2 separate regions of the Sus scrofa genome follow, and region 2 is linked to region 1. The links are chromatin contacts, called in public HiChIP or PLAC-seq maps. All regions are on one chromosome and are shown on one strand. Each heading gives the region's core, a stretch centred on a gene start, on an enhancer-like site or on the middle of the called end of the contact. The rest is flanking DNA. Distances are from core to core; before and after follow the strand shown.

Evidence for each region. HiChIP or PLAC-seq counts read pairs in DNA pulled down with a chosen protein or histone mark.
Region 2: a contact with region 1 is called in an H3K27ac HiChIP or PLAC-seq map of alveolar macrophages. The contact joins two enhancer-like sites. A contact is called at or near these places in 1 of 47 Hi-C or Micro-C datasets (epiblast stem cells) and 1 of 2 datasets of contacts at active chromatin or transcription factors (alveolar macrophages).

Annotation. Positions count from the first base shown.
Region 1 is chr12:42,398,166-42,403,036 of Sscrofa11.1, forward strand. All of the region lies in intron 21 of MYO1D (unconventional myosin-Id), which reads left to right. Among named protein-coding and RNA genes, the nearest start is that of CDK5R1, 94 kb to the right of the region's middle. Within about 2 kb of position 2,051, at least 2 of the 83 cell types and tissues checked have an H3K27ac peak or open chromatin away from gene starts, as enhancers often do. A contact at or near this core is called in alveolar macrophages, where this site is marked.
Region 2 is chr12:42,467,605-42,472,475 of Sscrofa11.1, forward strand. All of the region lies in intron 21 of MYO1D (unconventional myosin-Id), which reads left to right. It also overlaps a transcript of CDK5R1 not described here. Among named protein-coding and RNA genes, the nearest start is that of CDK5R1, 24 kb to the right of the region's middle. Within about 2 kb of position 2,012, at least 4 of the 83 cell types and tissues checked have an H3K27ac peak or open chromatin away from gene starts, as enhancers often do. A contact at or near this core is called in alveolar macrophages, where this site is marked.

The sequences.
Region 1 (4,871 bases), core at 801-3,300:
GCCCCCCCCAAAAAAGAAGAAGAAAAGGACAGCGTGATCAAATGCCTCAGCGTAAAAGGAAATTCAGACCTGGAAAAGTGCCTTTATTTAAGTGTTGACAGTGAAAGCCAAATTGCAAATAATAACGATATTTAAAAGATTGAATGGAAGTATATTCTGAGCTTTAAAATGTTAGCATATCTCTTCCTGTTCTAAATTCTATACCTTTACACTCAAAAGTTTAATTTTTTTTATACCATGTCCATTCAGGAAAACCAGCTCCACGTATCTGTTCTGTCAGCCAGTGGGAGATGTGTTCTAAACCTGACCGGCCAGTGCTGATGCTCTGATGGGCGAGGCTCTAATAATGTTATTATTCTACTGTTAGCAGTAATTCTGCTATTGGGAAATAGTGGATGATCCTGAAAAGATTAGGGTGCACTTTTCAAACCTTATACACATAGAAATTCTGACATCCCATCTCCCCTGGGACCCTCTTTTTTTTTTTTTTGGCTCTGCCATATGGAAGTTCCTGGGCCAGGGATCGAACCCGTGCCACAGCGGCAACCCAAGCCACTGCAGTGACAACCCCAGATCCTCAACCCACTGCACCACAAGGGACCTTCCTGGGACCCTCTGTTATTTAATGGCAGTTTATTGGACCTCTCCTGCGGGCTGAAAAAAGAACTTAAGACCACAAACAACGGGAAATATTTTTGCCAAGTGACTTATTTTATGTATATGAAGTTTCAAAGCCATATTCTGCTACTCTCTTATGTGCAATTTCTGCCAGGCATTTCTGATGTTTTATAAACCCAGGGCGTTCTAATAGCTGAGTCCAGGGTCTCTTTGAAACCTGGTTTCTGCATCTTAAAAGTCATCCCATCTGCTGGAGTCTTATTTAAGCGCTGTTTTTGACTGTTCCTAGTGAAAGCTAAATCATATTCACTGTTTTGTGACTAGACGATGAATTCTTGGTAAACCAGCTCAGCGTTGTTAGTTAATTGATAGCCATCTGTTCAGAAGAGCAGAGCTCAAACCTGAAAGTATACCTTTGAGTAAAAGGAAAGGTGTGAAAAACAAACATCTAAGCACCTGACCAACCGAGATCCATTGTGAGATATTACTCATTCTTCCTGTTCTAAGTCACTTAGCCTTTTCAGGAGAGAGGAGGCAATAAATCAAAACTGATGTATATCAGATTGAGGAGTTAGGACATTAACTCATAGAAGCACACTTCTGAGCACCTGGCTCACCATCATATCATGTAGTCCAGTTAGGTGCTTTATCTCCTTTTCTTTTTTCTTTTCTTTTCTTTTTTTTTCTCTTTAGGGCCGCGCCTGCAACATATGGACCTTCCCAAGCTACAGCAGAGCCACAGCAATGCAGGATACAAGCTGCATCTGTGGCCTACACCACAGTTCACAGCCCCATGCCAGATCCTTAACCCACTAAGCGAGGCTGCATCCTCATGGATACTAATTGAGTTCTTCACATGCTGAGCCACAACGGGAACTCTCGTTAGGTGCTTTTGATCTCCTGAGCCAGTGATACGCTGCTTTTGTGAGCTGCTTTTAAAACGTGTGACAGAATTTTCTTTAGAGTTTTGTACTATTTAGAAAACATTTGGGAGTTCCCCGCTGGCTCAGTGGGTTAAGGATCCAGTGTTGTCACTGCCATGGCTCAGGTCACTGCTGTGGCGTGGATTCCATCTCTGCCCTGGAAACTTCTGTATGCCACAGGCAGAGCCAAGCAAAAAAAAAAAAAAAAAAAAAAAAGAAAGAAAGAAAACTTTTTCACCTTCATTTTATAAAAGATTAGAGTAAGGCAGTCACAGCTGTCCTCAGAAGGCCTTGGCAGGTGTCCCTAAATGCAGATTCTGAAACGGACTGTCCTTTGTGGCTTCCATCCTAGAGAGACAGTAAGAAGGTCAGGAGACTGGGGTTCCTTTAAGTACAAAACCTCATGGTTTAAAAACTTGTCATCAGCTACAGTGCTTGGAACCTAAATAGCAAATAGGGCAGAGTAGCAAGCTTGCCAGTTCTGCAGTGTTCTTTTGTCTTGCACATTTGGGAAAATAGATTTTTTTTTTTCGACATGCTTCCTCTTCCTTCTCCCTGACTCACCCCTGATCTCCCTAGCAATGAGCTAAATTTATTGCAATTTTGTTCTCAGAGTCTATTAGCGGAGTCCCTTTAGTAGGTAAAATGGAATCAAATACAAGGCTTTTTGTGGCTTTGAGGTTCCTGTCTGTCTCGTTTCTGCCCCTCTGCCGTTGTCAGATGTCTCAGACCAGGGCATTGATTGACCACAAACCAAAACAAATAGAGGCTCCATGGCTTATAAGCAGCAGAGGAACCTAGTTTTTAAGAAGTCCTGTTTTCTTCCCCACTGCTGTGGGTCTGCTGAGGTTTGTGGCTCCTCCAGCTAGTTGAGCAGCAAATTGTCCTGGGAATTCTGGAGTCTGTGTGATGAATTTATTCCTGACCCCTCAATCGAGCTATCATCTTCCTGAAAAGCCGTCATCCAGGCCCCCTCCGAAGAAGGAAACGGGAATCCTTACAAGAGAATGGATGGGAAACAGAATTAGGAGAAGCCCTCCCCAGAGGGGATGGTGAGTGAAGGCCGTGGCATAAGATGGAAAGAGGGAGCCTGCTGAGCGGAGGCCTCGGGGCGTCTAATGGGACTGAAATAATAAGGTCGATATCCTTTAGTCACCCCCCAAAATCCCTTTCCTGTGTTATCACACCACATGTATATTTAATGTTGGTTTACCCAACAGTTTATTGTAAACATAAAACTTAGGCTTAAAACCTCATTTCTATTTAACTCACAATTTCCACCAGTAAGTAAAAGGATGCAAAAGAAATCAAAGGCAAGCCTTTGTAGCTTGAGGTTCCTGCCTAATGATTTTTTAATGGATTGAGCTGTGGACAAGGTCAGTCGGAGGTGGCAGGGGTAGAGCTGCAGGAAGTTTGAAGGACATTTGCTCTGGACCCAAAGGAGCCTCAGATGCAGAAACGTGTTCGTTATTTCAGTTTTACAATCGAGTATTTTCACCAATAGAAGATAGACACACTTCATGCAGCAGGAGCCTCAGATTTAAAACCTTGTTAATTATTTCTCCTTTACTGTAGATTGTTTGCATCATTAATATTATGTGAAACAGTATATATAAGGTCTGGATTTTTTTTCATCAAAATTAATGCTTTAGGTTGGATTTCTGCATAGCAACATTTTATTGCTTTCATTAGTGAAACTAATAGAAGTGGAGTTCCTGTTGTGGCTCAGCTGGCTGAGAACCCGACTTACTGTCTGTGAGGATGCGGGTTCCATCCCTGGCCTCCCTCAGTGGGTTAAGGATCCAGCGTTGCCACAAGCCTCGGCGTAGGTTTCAGATGCGGTTCAGATCTGGCATTGCCGTGACTGTGGTGTAGGCCAGCAGCTGCAGCTCCAATTCCACCCCTGGCCTGGGAACTTTGATATGCCACAAGTACGGCTGTAAAAAGAGAAAAAAAAAAAAAATAGAAGTAACTACTTCTTGAGATCCTGTTATATCCATTTGTTTACATAAATGGTACGATTTGCTCTTCAAAGTCACTCTCCTGCGAGGTAGACATTCTTATCCCCACTTTACTGGTGAAGAACCGGGTTCAGAGCATATAAATGATTTGCCCAGAGCTGCAGAGCTGAGAGCGAGCAGAGCAGCGTCAGAGTCAGACCCAAGTTTTCTGACACCAAAGCTCATGAGCTCTGACAGCCACCGTCTGTGTGAAGGCCAAGAGCCTAAAAAGCTCCGCAGGGGCGGTGCCTCCTGACTTCCAGAGAGCTCCCGAGGTTCCGTGCCTTGAATGGCTTTGCTCTCATTTTCCTCAGCCTACAGGGTGAGCCCCATCTCAAAGCGCCAGCTCTTCTGCAGACTAGAAGCCAGAGACACAGCCCTAAAGCAAGACCCCCCCTGCCCCCTCCCCAAAACACTGAGTTTACAAATAGTGAAAAGCAATTACGATGCTACGGTGAACCACAATGGTAATGAGTGCTGTAAATAAGAGGTTTGCTTTAAAAAAAAAAAAAAAAATTAGGGGAGTTCCCATCGTGGCGCAGCGAAAACGACTTCAACTAGGACCATGAGGTTGCGGGTTCGATCCCTGGCCTTGCTCAGTGGGTTAAGGATCCTGCATTGCCATGAGCTGTGGGGTAGCTCTCAGACTTGGTTCTGATCCCACGTGGCTGTGGCTATGGTGTGGGCCAGCAGCTGCAGCTCCGATTCGACCCCTAGCCTGGGAACCTCCATATGCTGCGGGTGCATAAAAAGACGAACAACCAAAAAATTTAAAAATAAATTAGGAAAAAACTTGTAGGAAAGTATTTAGCCTCATCCTGAGATGAATTCGTGGAGAACTGCCTGTTGGGGAAGAAATAAGTTTGAATTTCTTTACTCAATGTACCATAATTCAACCTAATTCAGGTCATTTAAATGACAGAATTTGATATGTATCCCCGGGAGTCGTCTTTGCTAGTCCTGATACAATTGTTTCCTTTGTCTCCTGCAAACGTCTTGTGGGGGACAGTTTTAGTTGGGACTGAGATTATACCTACAAGGATGTACTTATGTGAATTCTCCAGTTAGTCCAGGGGCTAAGAGACAAGGCAAAATTGTCTTCCTCGCACTGAGAGCAAGGTGTGGTCAGCCTGTCACTCTTAACCCCGCCCAAGTGTCCATCAAGTGTGAAATGAAAAACCAAAACAAGGGGGAAAACACAGCAAGCAGAGCTTTTCACACACCCTTTCGTAGGAAATTTTCCAAGGATATGTTCCCGCAAACTAAGGTAATAAAACAAGAAGGAGGAAGGCATGCGTGCCAAGAGGTAGCTGATCCAAATCAGGAAGGA
Region 2 (4,871 bases), core at 762-3,261, 69 kb after region 1:
AAATCCATCAGTCCCAACGTTTGTCATCCTGCGGATATTTCTATCCCGGTGAACTTCGTTCACCATGGGAAGGGAGCCCCTACTATGGGAAAGCTTGGATTTACAAAGGAAAGAGGGGATTCCCTTTGCAGAAGGGCTCTTCAGCTCCCAAAAAGCATCCCCAGAAGAGTGAGCGCCCCAGGGCCTCTTCACCTGCCTCCATCACCCTCTACCCCTCAACAGACCGGCGCACGCAGTAGGGTGAAGCCCCAGCAGCTTTCTTTCTTATGTCATCTTTTGTAAATTCATTCTTTCTCTAGAAACTTAAATTATGGAACTCATGTTCAGAAGCACTTAGCAGGGAGCTCAGCTATGGATTATATTCTAATGACTGTTTTAGTGGCCGTATGCACAGGGCTGAAGATTTGGGCTCCAGCCCCGGCGCCCGGGTTCAAACCTGGCTCCACTGTGTGACCCTGGCAGGTACTTTGCCTCATGAGGCCTCATGTCCACTTCTGAAGATGGAACTTACCTAGTAGCATTAAGATTTGCTAAGTGCTTTATAAACAGCAACTCATGAAATCCTCATGATGTTTGTAAAGCACTTGGCATAAAAAGCAGACAGGACCTCCTGTGATTAGGTGCTCCTTTGATTTCTTATCTTTCTTCCTTTTTATGGCTGCATCTGTGGCACATGGACATTCCCCAGCTAAGAGTGGAATCGGAGCTGCAGCTGCTGGCCTACGCCACAGGCACTCTGGATCCGAGCCGCATCTGTGCCCTACACTGCAGCTTGCAGCAATGCTGGATACTTAACCCACTGAGCGAGGCCAGGGTTCGAACCCCTATCCTCACGGACCCTATGTTGAGTTCTTAGCCAGAACCCGCTTTTCTTTGGTTTCTATTTGTATTGTAGTCAGAGAAGATAGTTTCAGTCTGGAATTAATTCTTAGGTATTTATTGAATGTCCTTATAAGGCCTGGTACCTGTTCCAAGTGCACTTTATTTTTTGTCTTGTTCTAGGGCCACTTCCTGCGGCATATGGAGGTTCCCAGGCTAGGGGTCTAATCGGAGCTGTAGCCACCAGCCTACACCACAGCCACACCAACGTGGGATCCGAGCCACATTTACGATCTACACCACAGCTCATGGCAATGCCGGATCCTTAACCCACTGAGCGAGGCCAGGGATCGAACCCACAACCTCATGGTTCCTAGTCAGATTCGTTAACCACTGAGCCATGACAGGAACCCCCAAGTGCACTTTAAAATAAAGTGTATTCACCCTCTAATTGCTGAGAGTAGTTGAGCACAGAAGCTTATTAACTGGGCTCAAATCTAGGGGTTTTTTCATATTGTCTGCGGATCTATATGTTTTGGGGAAAAGTATATTAAGATCATTGACTATTTGCAGGTGTGTCATTATATCCTCACAAATCTCTCGCCGTCTCACACCAGTGTATTAACTTGGATCTTCTCGGTGATCGAATCCTTAACAAAGAAGAAGTTGTCTTACGTGTTCTTTCCCCAGCAGCGCCATGGGTCAGCTTTCTCGTGATTAACATTTGCCTTGTGTGTCTTGTTCTCTTCTCCCACCTTTTCCTTGTCATTAGGATCTAGATGTGTCACCTGCAAATAGCCTTAGAGCCGCATTTGTCCAGTCAATCTGAGAATGCCTTTTTTTTGCTTTTTAGGGCCGAACCCAGGGCATATGGAAGTTCCCAGGCTAGGGGTTGAATGAGAGCTGTAGCTACACCAAAGCCACACCAGATCCGAGCCACATCTGCAACCTACACCACAGCTCATGGCAACACCAGATCCTTCACCCACTGAGCAAGGCCAGGGATCAAACCTGAATCCTCACGGATCCTCGTCGGGTTCATTTCCATTGAGCCATGATGGGGACTCCCCCAGAACGCCTGTTTCCAGAGGTTCACATCAGTTGGTGTTTTTCTCGTCCCCACGTTTCCGCTTTGCTCCTTTGGTTCCGCTTTCTTCCCTCCCATTAAATGAAGCAGACTTCCCCCTCCCCCACTTCTGCTTCTCGGGGGACCGGGGCCATCGCAGCCTCACCGGCTCCGTTGCCGTCAGTCCTGTGCAATCTCTGGAGCCTCAAGTTCTCCGTTTCCTTCCCCTCCTTCCAGACCAGACCAGGACCTTGGACCACACTCCATCCCTCCTGTCCTCCTTCTCCAGGATTTTAGTTCAGAGTTGCTTTAGCGCCGCCCCCCCCCCCGCAACTCTCCCCCCAAGCCCCCTCCAGTTCGGCATCTTCATTAGTGCTGAGCTCACAGCAAAGGCTTACTTAGCTTGACCTGCACGTCTGCCTGTTTATCTGCTCCCTGCACCACTCCCTTCCTCTGGATTCAGTGCCTTTCCTGAGGACAGTGACAGGTCCTTCTTTACCCAAGAGCCCAGCTTGCCCGACTGCCCAGGGCGCCCCCTTAGAGTCGTCCAGGAAGGCCTTTCGCCCTCGCGCTCAGGTGATGGGTTGGGGGTAGGATTCTGGGGTGACAGTTATTTCCCTTTTACGAGCCCGTGTTCTCATTATTTCCTCACATTTGATGGGAAAGCCTCATCTTCCTTTGCAAGCAGTGGCTCTCTGCCCCCTGGGTGTCCCTCAGCCTTGCTCAGCCTTTGGTGACCTGCAGTGGCTCTGCTTTTCAAGAGGTCAAGGCAAGAAAGCTTGAGGTTTCCATGTTTTTAACTGAAAGGCCGTCTGTGTGAGCATCTCCTCCTGCCAGGCTGGAGGCAGCCTCCTGGTGGGCTTTTCCAGCCGGGCAGCCTCACGCCCCAGGCCTCGTGCCCTGGCAGGCGGCCAGCCGTGACCCTGCTCAGGCCAGCACGTCCTGGGCTTGGCATCCACTAGCCCTTCAGCCCCTCCTTCATCTCCTGCAAACTCCTGGAGCTTTACCCTCCTCCCCTGCAACCTCCACTTTGATTTTAAATATTCTTTCTGGAGTTCCTGTCGTGGCGCGGCAGAAACGAATCTGACTGGGAACCATGAGGTTGCGGGTTCGATCCCTGGCCTCGCTCAGTGGGTTAAGGATCCGGCATTGCCGTGAGCTGTGGTGTAGGTCGCGGATGTGGCTCAGATCCTGCGTGGCTGTGGCTGTGGCTCTGGCGTGGGCCAGTGGCTACACCTCTGTCTGACCCCTAGCCTGGGAATCTCCATGTGCCGTGGGTTTCACCCTAAAAAGACCAAAAAAAAAAAAAAATTTTTTAAATTCTTGGGCATTTTCTTCACACCCTAGGCTCTTGTAAACAGTCAGGCGAGCTCGTCGGTGCCACTCACCCTGTTGGAAGCAGCCCAGCACCATTGTCGGCTCCGAGCTTGGGAAGGACAGGGACACAGATGCACACCGGCTCAGCCTGCGGGCGGGCATGGTTCTGGAAGGCTCTGGAGAATGACTGAAGAGGTTTTCGCAGGGGAGCCACAGGACCTTTGTGTGCCTTGAACTATCTCCCTGATGACAATGTGGAGGACGTATCTGCAGGGGATGCGGGCCCACCCAAGACAGAGGAGCCGGTTAGGAGGCTTTTCTGTCCCCAGGAAAAGGGGGGTCGAGGTTCTGGGCAGCGGTGGTGGCCACCGCGAGGGAGCGAGCAAGTGAGAGGAAGAGAACAACAGAACATGGGGACCTGGCGGCGGGGAGGGGAGCGAGGCAGGCTACACCCGGCTTTGTGGCCTCCGCGACGATGGGGAGATGATGCCACCTCTCCCTGTGACAGGCTGGACAGCAGGGGGACGCCATCTGGGGAAGGGGCCAAGTGGATGGGCTCAGTGATGGCCCCGGGGAGACGCGGCTGTCTGTGGAACATGAGGGGATTTGTCTCGCTGGTGGCCGGTGGCCACAGCCGCGTGCTTGGACCTCTTGCTAGGATAGGGGACACTGACTGGGAAACTGTCCCTGAAACCACAGCATGGCTGATACATGGGTGCGAAAACGTATAACATGAAAAGGATCGAAGGTCAAACAATATTTAGGGAGGGAGGCATCCCGAACATACCCCTGCCGGACTCCTGCCACTTCTCGAGGTGCCAGTCTGACATCAAGACGCCCACTGGAAGCCCCCACCAGCCCCACTGAGGTGGTTCTCTGAGTGTATCATGGGGGGTAACTGCCCATCCTGCTGTCAAAAAAGGGGCCTTGAGGTCGGGGCCTGAGTCCCATCCTTTTTTTTTTTTTTTCTGAAAAAAATCCCCACTGCATGTGGAGTTCCCGGGCCAGGGATCAGCTCTGAGTCACAGTTGCAACCTAAGCCACAGCTGTGGCAGTGCCATTTCCTTAACCCACTTGCTGGGCCAGGGATCGAACCTGCATCCCAGCTCTCCAGAGACACCGCTGAGCCCACTGCGCCACAGCGGGAACTCCATTCCACCCATCTTGTGTTCACGTTCTCTGGACGGAGCCCAGCCCCTCATAGGCACTCAGTTAATACCCACCAAGAGACAGAGAGCGGGTAGGGGAGGAGAGCCGGGAAGGGGGCACTGCCAGCGGGGCAGCCAGGCATTCTGCCTGCCACACCAGGATGAGGTGGAGGTAAAAGCAGATGCCAGCCTGGCCTCAGGATGTACTGCCTCGAACCACTTACTGATTAAAGAAGTTTGTGTTGTTTTTTTCTTTAATCAGAGTTGCAACATTTATTTCAGGTTCTATCCGGGTTTTTTGGTTTTTGTTTTTGCCACACAGGCAGTATGTGGGCATTTCTGGGCCAGGAATTGAACCTATGCCACACAGCAGCAACCAGAGCCACAGCAGTGAGAATGCAGGCACCTCAACCTGAGAGGCCATCAGAGAACTCCCAGAAGTTTTATTTTCTAAAGAAAAAGGGGGTTACCCCCATCCCTCAGCAGCTACAAAGCTAGGAAAGACTCAGGAGGCCAGAAGA